2 separate regions of the Danio rerio genome follow, and region 2 is linked to region 1. A link is a contact called in public Micro-C data. All regions are on one chromosome and are shown on one strand. Each heading gives the region's core, a stretch centred on a gene start, on an enhancer-like site or on the middle of the called end of the contact. The rest is flanking DNA. Distances are from core to core; before and after follow the strand shown. Region 1 overlaps cnga3a (cyclic nucleotide gated channel subunit alpha 3a). Region 2 holds the start of slc48a1b (solute carrier family 48 member 1b).

The links. A called contact is a pair of places that touch in the nucleus more often than the background predicts.
Region 2: a Micro-C map of caudal fin shows a contact between it and region 1, with 7 times the contacts expected there. The contact joins the promoter of slc48a1b here to the enhancer-like site in region 1. A contact is called at or near these places in 3 of 18 Hi-C or Micro-C datasets (caudal fin and embryo) and 1 of 4 datasets of contacts at active chromatin or transcription factors (embryo).

What each region holds. Positions count from the first base shown.
Region 1 is chr6:41,349,946-41,354,923 of GRCz12tu, forward strand. It overlaps cnga3a (cyclic nucleotide gated channel subunit alpha 3a), which reads right to left. Exons shown (of 7, transcript XM_009302572.4): 4 at 1,855-2,031. Among named protein-coding and RNA genes, the nearest start is that of cnga3a, 16 kb to the right of the region's middle. Within about 2 kb of position 1,451, at least 2 of the 62 cell types and tissues checked have an H3K27ac peak or open chromatin away from gene starts, as enhancers often do. A contact at or near this core is called in caudal fin, where this site is marked.
Region 2 is chr6:41,442,673-41,447,713 of GRCz12tu, forward strand. It overlaps slc48a1b (solute carrier family 48 member 1b), which reads left to right and starts at 2,943. Exons shown (of 4, transcript NM_200006.1): 1 at 2,943-3,052; 2 at 3,140-3,287. The coding sequence starts at 3,158.

The DNA.
Region 1 (4,978 bases), core at 201-2,700:
TGCATATTTCTTTTAAAAATTATGTGCAGAAATCAAATGTCTGGCCTTGAAAATGGGTAACAGTTAGTTAACAGATATTTTTTATAGTATATGAATTAAATCTAAGGATTATCCACTTACACAATGTACAGTATTAATGTAAAGTCACTGAACTGAATGAACACATTGCTTAAAGTAAATTTCTTTCAACGTGATGGATAAGGTCTTGACAGAAAACTAGCACTAAATGATCATTCGTTTTATGTACAACCTAATAAAGTGTATCGTAAATGTAATTTATATGTAACTAACTCCAGGCTGATGTGCTGCTTGGCAGGCAATCGGTTTAGTGATATCTTCTATTTGTGTATTTTAGAGGAAAATATATTCCTCTTTTTTTTGGCACTTTTGACAATTTGCGATAAATTTGTTTAAAATAGAAAAACAAAAATGTACTAGCATGTATCCTGAAAAGTTGCTAAGGCTAGCAAAATGGTAAGGGGATAGATCACTCGCAAATGAAAAAAAAAATTAACCATAAATTACTCACCCTCAAATGGTTTCTTCTGTTGAAGATAAAAAAGATGCTTTGAAAATGAGTAAAAAATAACCACCATGAAAGGAAAAGGTTACTAGACATGGGACGATAAGCGGTTTCAAAGTTTACCGCGGTTTGGAAAAGTCAAGGTTTTAATACCGCTAAAATGTTCTCTTATATCATTCCCAGGATATATGTAAGCTTTTTAATGTATTTTTATGTGCTGTAAAAAATCTGTGTTTTTGAAACTAAATAAGAAAGCAGAAGTCAATGATTTACTTCAGCTATATAGACTGACATGTTTACAGCTCTAAAATATTATAAATGTTTCTTAAAATAAAATAGTGTTTAATGGGGATAAGTTTTTTTTTTTTGTCTGTTTGCTTAACCCAGACATTTTAAAAGAATACATTTTAGTTCACAATACCGTAAATCTGTGGTATTTTTATCCAAGGTTATCATTCCGTCAGAAACTTATACCGGATCATGCCTAAGGGTTACCGGTTTTCAAAATTCTACAAAATATCTTCCTTTGTGGTCAATAGAAGGCAAAAAAGAAACTCAAAAACGTTTGTCTAACGTAACGTGTGAGTAAATGACAGAATTATCATTTTCTGTTGAACTATCCCTTTAAGTTGGCAGCACTGAGTACACTCATGTTAACCAGCAGATGGCAGCATTAACACTACCAATACTCGCCGAACACTACTACTAAGCCTTTGTACTAGACTATAATCTACTGATATTAATTGTATATTTCAGAAACATTACAGTTAAGTGTTTCTATTTCATTTAAAATCCTACTTTCTACTGCCTGCATGTATCTAAACACTGAATAACCTTTCTGTTATTTATAAAACACTATCCCGGGGTTTCTATACCAAGTGGGATTGTTTCTATCGAGTACTTACTCATCTGTGTTGTTGCAGTTGTTCATATTGTAAACTGCCAGAGGCCAGGGATTGGCTTTTCTTGAGGAGCAAAAGGCATTTATTTTGACGTCATTATTGCTCATTACATTCTAAGGGATCTAGGACAATCACTGATTTAGTATCTATGTCTACAGTGTTTCTAATCTACAAGCTACTGTGATACTGTTGTACCTATTGAAAGAAACGTACATACTGTTTTCTGATTTGAACATCTGGCTAAACCCAATCTTTTTATTTATGTGTTCTGATCCTGTATGAATCATCTGCGGAAATATTTCTTCACCTGTGCTGCACGATTCTCAGCAGGATTCTTTCATTTTTCAAGGCCACTTATTAAACCAGTGGTATCTCTGACTCTCTGTGCAAAGAGAAACTGTACAGAAAGTCTTTTTTTTTTCAACTTACTTCCTCTTATGCGGCCTGTCAGGAAGGCCTATAGAGGATCGGGCATTACTCCCTCTGCTAGATATGTCTTTGAGGTCTGGTCCACGAAAGCGCTCTAAGAAGGAGTCAGGACGCTCAACCTCTCTGTGAAGCCTGTGTGTGGCCCAGTTCCTCAGCATTATCACGAACTGAGTGACCCTGCGACACCCAAACATGTCAAACAGAAACATTTCCGAGCATTTTATACAGTATGTAGCTTTCTGAGCGACCCATGTCAAATGCACACTCGTTCAGGCTGTGTGGTGTGGCATCTAAAAGTTTTTAGTGAATTGTTTGAATTATTATTTTGGATAAAAATTACTTTACGTGGTTTTAATCCTTTATGAGATTCTTTTTTCTGTTTAACACAAAAGAAGATACTTTGAAAAATGCTGGTTGCGGACATCTATCAACTTCCAAAGTAGGAAACAAACGGCTATTCAAGTTAATAAGTCCAGACTTTCAGCATTTTTTAAAATGTCTTCTTTTGTGTTCAATGAAAGAAAGAAAGTCAAGTAGGTTTTGAACAAGTAAAGTGTGAGGAAATGATGGCAGAACTTTCATTTTTGGGCGAACTGCCCCTTTAAATTTGATTTTGCTGAGTAGTGTTAGGGTTAGGTGTAGCCAGTAGGTGGTGGGTGTTTCTGTCTTGATGAGTGTTCTGCTCTGGCTTCTATGGGAACATCCATTCATTCATTTATTTATTCATTCATTCTCCTTCAGCTTAGTCCCTTTATTCATCAGGGGTCACCACAGAGGAATGAACTGCCAACTTATCCAGCAAATGTTTTACACAGAGGACGCCCTTCCAGCTGTAACCCAGTACTGGGAAACACCAAGACACTCCCACATTCAAAAAATACACTACGGACAATTTAGCATTCCCAATTCACCTATAGTGCATGTCTTTGCATTGTGAGGGAAACCAGAGCACCTGGAGGAAATCCACATGAACACGGGGAAAACGTGCAAACTCCACACATAAATGCCAACTGACCCAGCTGGAGTTCAAACCAGTGAGCTTCTTGCTGTGTGCTAACATACCATATGTTTGATAAAATTGTGATCCCATTTTCTGTATTTGAGGGCTCTCTTGCTTGTATGATATTACTCAAAAGGATATTTCACCCAAATACGGCACCATTTCTCACCATTATTCTTTTAAACACAAAATAAAATATTTTGAAGAATTTGGCAACTGGAAGCCATTGACATACATAGAAAGATAAAAAAAATGTATGTAACGCCAGTGTCAAACATTCTTTAAAATATCTTTTTTTTTTGCATTTAACAGATATAATACACTTGAACAAGTTTGAAACTAATGGGTGATGAAGAAATTATGACATCATTTCGGGTGAACTACCCCTTTAACTATATCAAATCTCATAAGTATTCCCACAGGGATTATGTGCTCGCAGAAATCGGCAGATTTTTGGCCCATCATTAAGTCTATTCATTTAGTTGTGTGTAAATGTGTGTAAATTTATGTTTATTCAGTTTTTAAATTAATTTCAGTAATACTATTGACTAATATGAAAATGTTCAGGGCAACGCAGTAGCGCAGTAGGTAGTGCTGTCGCCTCACAGGTCACTGGTTCGAGCCTCAGCTGGGTCAGATGGCATTTCTGTGTGCAGTTTGCATGTTCTCCCTGCGTTCGCGTGGGTTTCCTCCGGGTGCTCCGATTTCCCCCACAGTCCAAAAGACATGCTGTACAGGTGAATTTGGTAGGCTAAATTGTCCATAGTGTATGAGTGTGTATAGGTGTTTCCCAGGGATGGGTTGCGGCTGGAAGGGCATCCGCTGCGTAAAAACGTGCTGGATAAGTTGGCGGTTCATTCCACTGTGGCGACCCCGGATTAATAATGGACTGAGCTGGAAAGAAAATGAATGAATAAAAGAAAATGTTCATATGATTTATTTACAATACAGTTTGTAAAGTAATATTTTTTTTTTGGGAGATATATTATATGAGAGACTTGCTTTATTTACCAATTGTGTGGATCTAATTGGATATGCATTGTAAACATTAAATAAAAGGGAAAATGGTATACATATTTACATCATATATTTAGTTTTTATTTACGAAACTCCCAAAATCATTCCACATAAATCTGCAGATTTTTTGAACAAAATTCAGATTTTTTTAACAAAATTCTTTTGTTCAAAATTTTGAACAAATAGCAAAAAATGTCCACAGATACTGTCTGGCCCTAGTCCTAAGTATTAAAAGCAAAACAAATAAAACATACAGGCCACATCTTGAACTGTTTGGTCACTCAAGCACAAAAGCACTTTTGGAGTCTATTGATGTGTTGTGTTTGTTTTCTGCATAGTGACCATCCTGATCTCAAGAGGAAACAGCTATTTTACATATGCAGAATAGTTGAATTCATACAATTAATTTCTTTTTAAAAATGTATGGTGTTTCAAAGGAGGAAAACCGAAACACATCTGTCATTGGGAGATGAGCAAATCTAAAATGTATGACTGAGATGGTACAAATTCATACAAATTAGTCACTAAATCAAAAAGGTATGAATTGCTGTGAGATTGTATTAGAGTGACAATGTCAGCTTGCAGATAATTAAAACAACTATTAAAATAATATAATAGACTACAAACTGTCACCGACTCGGTCCCAGTCATTCCCCTCACTGACCAGCAGAGGTCACCATCTCCGGACTTCTAACCATTACGTCATCCTTCTCACTCAGATCCCAGCACACCTGTTCTCCATCTCACTAATGACCCACGTACCACATATAAGCAGCTCACACACACACTTCATTGCGAAGTCTTGTTTAGCCCCGGCCAGCATTTCTGAGCGTTCTATCCTGCCTGATCTCCCGTTTACCACTTCAGCCCGTTCCTCGACTCTGCTCTGTCTTCTGCCTGCCCTTGACCTAAAGCCTGATTACACGGACTCTGATTCTCGCTGCCTGCCCCTGACTAAAGCCTGTATTACGGACTCTGAACCACGCTGCCTGCCCTTTACTCAAGCCTGGTAATCACTCTGCCTCTGTTATCTGCTAATCATCGTTGAGTTGTATGTTGTATGTTCGCACAACCGTGCGAGGTGTTGATGTTTAAGTGTGACTTAAT
Region 2 (5,041 bases), core at 1,693-4,192, 94 kb after region 1:
GTTGTTTCTCATAAAACTCAGTGTTAAAGGTTGACTACCAAGCTTGTGACAATGTTTACAGGACCAAAAAAAGTTTCTGATGTTCACTGTGAAGCAGTTTTCTAATATGAACAGAGAATATCTGTTCTTTTTCTACAATAAAGTTAAAAGCTGAAAAAAGTGGGAAAATTCCAGTACATCCTTTAATAGCATTGAACATTCACTGCTACACTCACAAAAGTGATGTCTGAAAAATTGTTGCAAACAATTTATAAATGTTGAATTTAAACAAACTTGTCAAAATTTATCAGTTTAAATGCAGCGCAAATAAATTGTTTACAACCACTCAACTTAAAAAAATTAAGTAAATCCAAGGACTGATCCTTGAATAATTGTTTTCAGTGTAGTAAACGTACTTACTTTTCTTACTGATACTAAAATACAGCTCTGGGAAAGAATTAATTTTCTGAATTGACCATTACAGCATTTTGAATAAATTGTTAATTTGCGTTTTATTCTATAAACTATGAGAAGAGTCTTCAGTTTTTTAGAAGTTAAATTATAATGTAGATAGGCCAAAAGTCAATATATAAAAAAAGGATTGTGTAGTTTCTACCCCAGAGCTACATTCAGTTTTAGTTTTATATTTATTTATTTATTTGTAATGTGTTTTTTTTTTTTTTTTTTTTACCTCCTAAACTCTGAGACTCAGTACCGGGTCTGTGATGTCATTTACTTCTACATTCTTTCAATTTTAAAGCTCCATACTGCCCCCCCCCCCCCCCCTAAGTGGTTAACCTCTTAAAAATAGAAGCTATTTTGGGGTTTCCGCCAGGATTTTGCCAACCCAAGTTCAAAAGCTTCCTAAATCCACATGCAGAGGTGTAAATGCAAATGTTTGGTATCATTTTAAAGAAAACCCTTTGAGTTTTTATAAAACACTGTTGAAAGTGATTAAAATAATTGTATATGTTGTCTGTGTCATAATAAATACCTCAAAAAAAGAGGCATTGCTGAGTTGCTGTAATTAATTAAGTTGGTCAGAAATCAGTTGATCAGTAATCAGAAAAAAGAAAAAAATTCTCTATATAATAATCTATGCAAAAGATATTCTTTTCCAACTGATGAAAGAACTTAAAGAAAATTATTCTGATCATCAAGGCGGCATTTACTAAATGTAAAAAAAAAAGTTAAATTGTTAAATATTTACCACAATTTTAAATAACTGCTTTGTTATTGTATGTATTTTCAAATGAAGTTATTACTCCAGTCATCATTGCTTTTATTACTATTACCAACAACAATAATATTAATAAAATAATAATAATTAAAATAAGAGTGATTTCTGAAGGATCATGTTACTGAAGACAGGAGTAATGACGCTGAAAATTCATCTTTAAATCACTGGAATAAATGATTAAATGAAAAACTACTTTTGAACAGTTATTTTACAGTGACATAACATTTTACTATTTGTACTGTATTTTTGATGAAATAAATGCAGCCTTGGTGAGCAGGAGAAGCTCTTTTTAAAACATTTTAAAATCCTACTGACCCCAAACTTTTGAGCGGTAGTGTATATGATAAAATAAATTAGAGTCTTATAACAAATGTACATCATTTTATTGTGGTAATATGCTAAGAATCTGCCATTTTCATTGTTAGTGACAAAATATTATGTATGAATTAGATATCACAAAATGTCAGAACTAGAAGGCAAAATGTCATGTTAGGAAATGTCAGAATATACCTGGTAAAATGTTACAAAATGTTGTCAGTCAAAACTAAAAGTTTCCAGGAAAATGCAATGCAACAGTGTTATGTCAGAACTAGATTTATACCCAGCAAAATGTGTTACAAAATTGTATTTTAGAAGTTTTGGTGACATCTAGTGTATAAAAGAGGAATTTATACACCATTTAGACACTATTCACAAAATGTGAATACAAAATGATGAATATATTAGGTAAGATATTTTGAAGAATGTTTGTAACAGCATTGGCTTCATTCGTTTGAAAATGCTGGCAGCAAATCTCACATGGCTGCCCACTGAAGCAGTGCTGCTTCTGATCAGTACCTGGAGACCACATAGGAAAGCTAGGTTGCTGCCAGAAGTGGTGTTAGTGAGGCCAACCGGGGGCGCTCAACCTGTCGTCTGTGTGAGTCTAAACGCCCCAGTATAGTGAAGGGGACTCGATACTGCTCACTTTCAGATGAGATGTTAAACCGAGGTCCTGACTCTTCGTGGTCATTAAAAAATCCCAGAATGTCCTGTGAAAAAGAGTAGGTGGTATCCTGCCCCGGATCCGGCATGTTACGTTACCCGAGGATAGAGAGGATGTCGCGCACGAAAGTGGAGAGTAGGTGGGGGTTCGGTGTGGCGACTATGGTGGTTGGTGCGGTGGATGGCCAGGGGTGTCGCGGACGAAAGTGAAAGTAAACAGTGGACGATTGAGAAGGGGGATCGGTAAAATGAGGTTCCGGATCCGGCATGTTCCGGCACAAATTAAGCCCTGGTTGACTTACGAAATAATAATAATAATAATAATTAATGATTCCTTACATTTATATATCACTTTTCTGGATACTGAAAGCATGTTACACATTTTTTGGGGGGAATCTCTTCATTCACTATCAGTGTGCACTGTGCAGCATCCACCCTGGATGTTTCTTGCTAGGCGTTTGCTAATAGAGGAATTTATACACCGTTTTGCACACTCATGCACATTCAAACATTTATAAAGTAAACATTAAAATGTAAAAGCAAAAAGAAGTAACTCACATGTTTGGAATAACTTGAGCGTGAGTAAATGACGGCCGCATATTTTCTCTTCCACACCCGCAGGCGTCGCTGTTCTCTGTCAAAAAGACGCATGATTTCACTTTTGCTCCTGAGCTGAACCTCTGCGAAGAGCAACAAACACCCCACACGACGCATTATGGAGCAGTAAATGACGGTAGATGTGGATTGATCGACTGAGGCGGACTCTCTCTTCTTTATAAAGCCCCAGTGAATGACATTTCTCCACTAGTGGCGATAACAACTACAGCTGGATTTCACCGCTGTCTCCAGGTCAAACGCGCGGATTCCCCACAACAACTATTTTTAGCATCTGGATAGTTCTTTGTTGTTTGAAGAGTATTTTCCTTGTTCATTCAGGTGGATCTGACGACAGGAATGGCGTTCAATAAGACGTATATTCGCGTGGGCTACTCGTGTATGGGGATGCTGGTGGGCTTTTCGGCGTTTCTGGTGTGGAACATCGCTTACAAACAGCCGTGGACCGCCGCGATGGGAGGATTATCAGGTAAATTCCTTGGCTGTGTCTCAAGGTGAACTAACCAACTTAACATAGACAGCATTGGTGGGCATCACTGACCAACTCGGAAAGAGCCTGTGATGTGTTGTGTTGGCAAATCCCAATTTTAGGACAAAAATGTTAACATGGATTTGAATGTTTTGGTGTAGATTTTAAAGAAATAGTTCTCCATAAAAAGAAAATATAATCTTTCTTTAATTTCTTTGAACACAAAAGAAGATTTTTTCAAGAAAGCTGAAAATCTCTAACTAGAAAAACAAATACTATGGAAGTCAATAGTTACAGGTTTTCAGCATTCTTCAAAATATCTTCTTTTGTGGTTAACAGAGAAAATAATTCATAAAGGTTTTAAAGAAGTAAAAGATGATTTATTTATGACAACATTTTAATTTTTAGGTGAATTATCTATTTAAGTAACTTGCAAAAAATTACATTTTTGATAGAAAGTTTTGCCTATTTAATTATAGGCAGAAGTAAAATGTAATTTTAGTATTCAAGCGAAAAACATGGCAAACAACAATCAAAAACAAAATAAAAGCTTTGAGGAATTTTGTCCAGAACAGTGTTTTTTTCCTTAAACGTTTAGTTTCTTAGTGCACTTTGATCCGTCACTGTGCTCGAGGTCTTTGAGTTGGTGTTGTGCAAGAGAATCATAAAGGAATGTCTTGATTTTGCTGATCTTTTTGTGTGTTTAGTTATTGGATGTTTGACAGCCAAAATGACCTTTAACTGTTTAAACAGGGTTAAGATTAACAATTAGGTTAAATTTGAATTAAAACTGGGCATATTTTAGTTGCTGCATTAAATCACCTTTAATCTTTTTGCATTTTAAAGTGGATCAAAGACTAAAATAAACATTTTTTAAAGCATACAAAAACTTTTAGTAGAGCTTTATATTATTTTTTCCCCTGTGTCAGTAGTTAGTCATAAATTGATTTATTATGGCCATCTTCATTTCTTCAGTGATTTACATACGATACCCACTGAAATGTAAATTATAATAGATTACATACACTCACCGGCCACGTTATTAGGTACACCTTACTAGTACCCTTTTGCCTTCAGAACTGTTTTAATCCTTCGTGGCATAGATTCAACAAGGTACTGGAAACATTTCTCTGAGATTTTGGTCCATATTGACATGTCAGCATCACACAGTTTCTGCAGATTTGTCAGCTGCACATCCATGTTACGAATCTCCCATTCAACCACATCCCAAAGGTGCTCTATTGGATTGATATCTGGTGGCTGTGGAAGCCATTTGAGTACAGTGAACTCATTGTCAAGTTCAAGAAACCAGTCTGAGATGATTCATGCTATATGACATGGCACATTATTCAGCTGGAGTTAGACGTTAAATGTTTTCCTGTATTAGACGATTCTCTGTAAACCCTAGAGATCATGGTTGTGCGTGAAAATCCCAGCAGATCAGCAGTTTCTAAAATACTCAGACCAGCCCGTCTGGCACCAACAACCATGCCTCGTGCAAAGTCACTTAAATCACTTTTCTTCCCCATTCTGGTGCTCGGTTTGAACTGCAGCGGATCGTCTTTGACCATGTCTACATGACTAAATGCATTGAGATGCTGCCTTGTGATTGGCTAATTAGAAATTTGTGTTAACGAGCTGTAGGTGTACCTAATAAAGTGGCCGTTGAGTATGTAAAAATCTTTTCATGCATATTTAAAGAAATAATCATATAAAAAGACATTTTACAAGGTCACAGCACAGCCACAAAATCC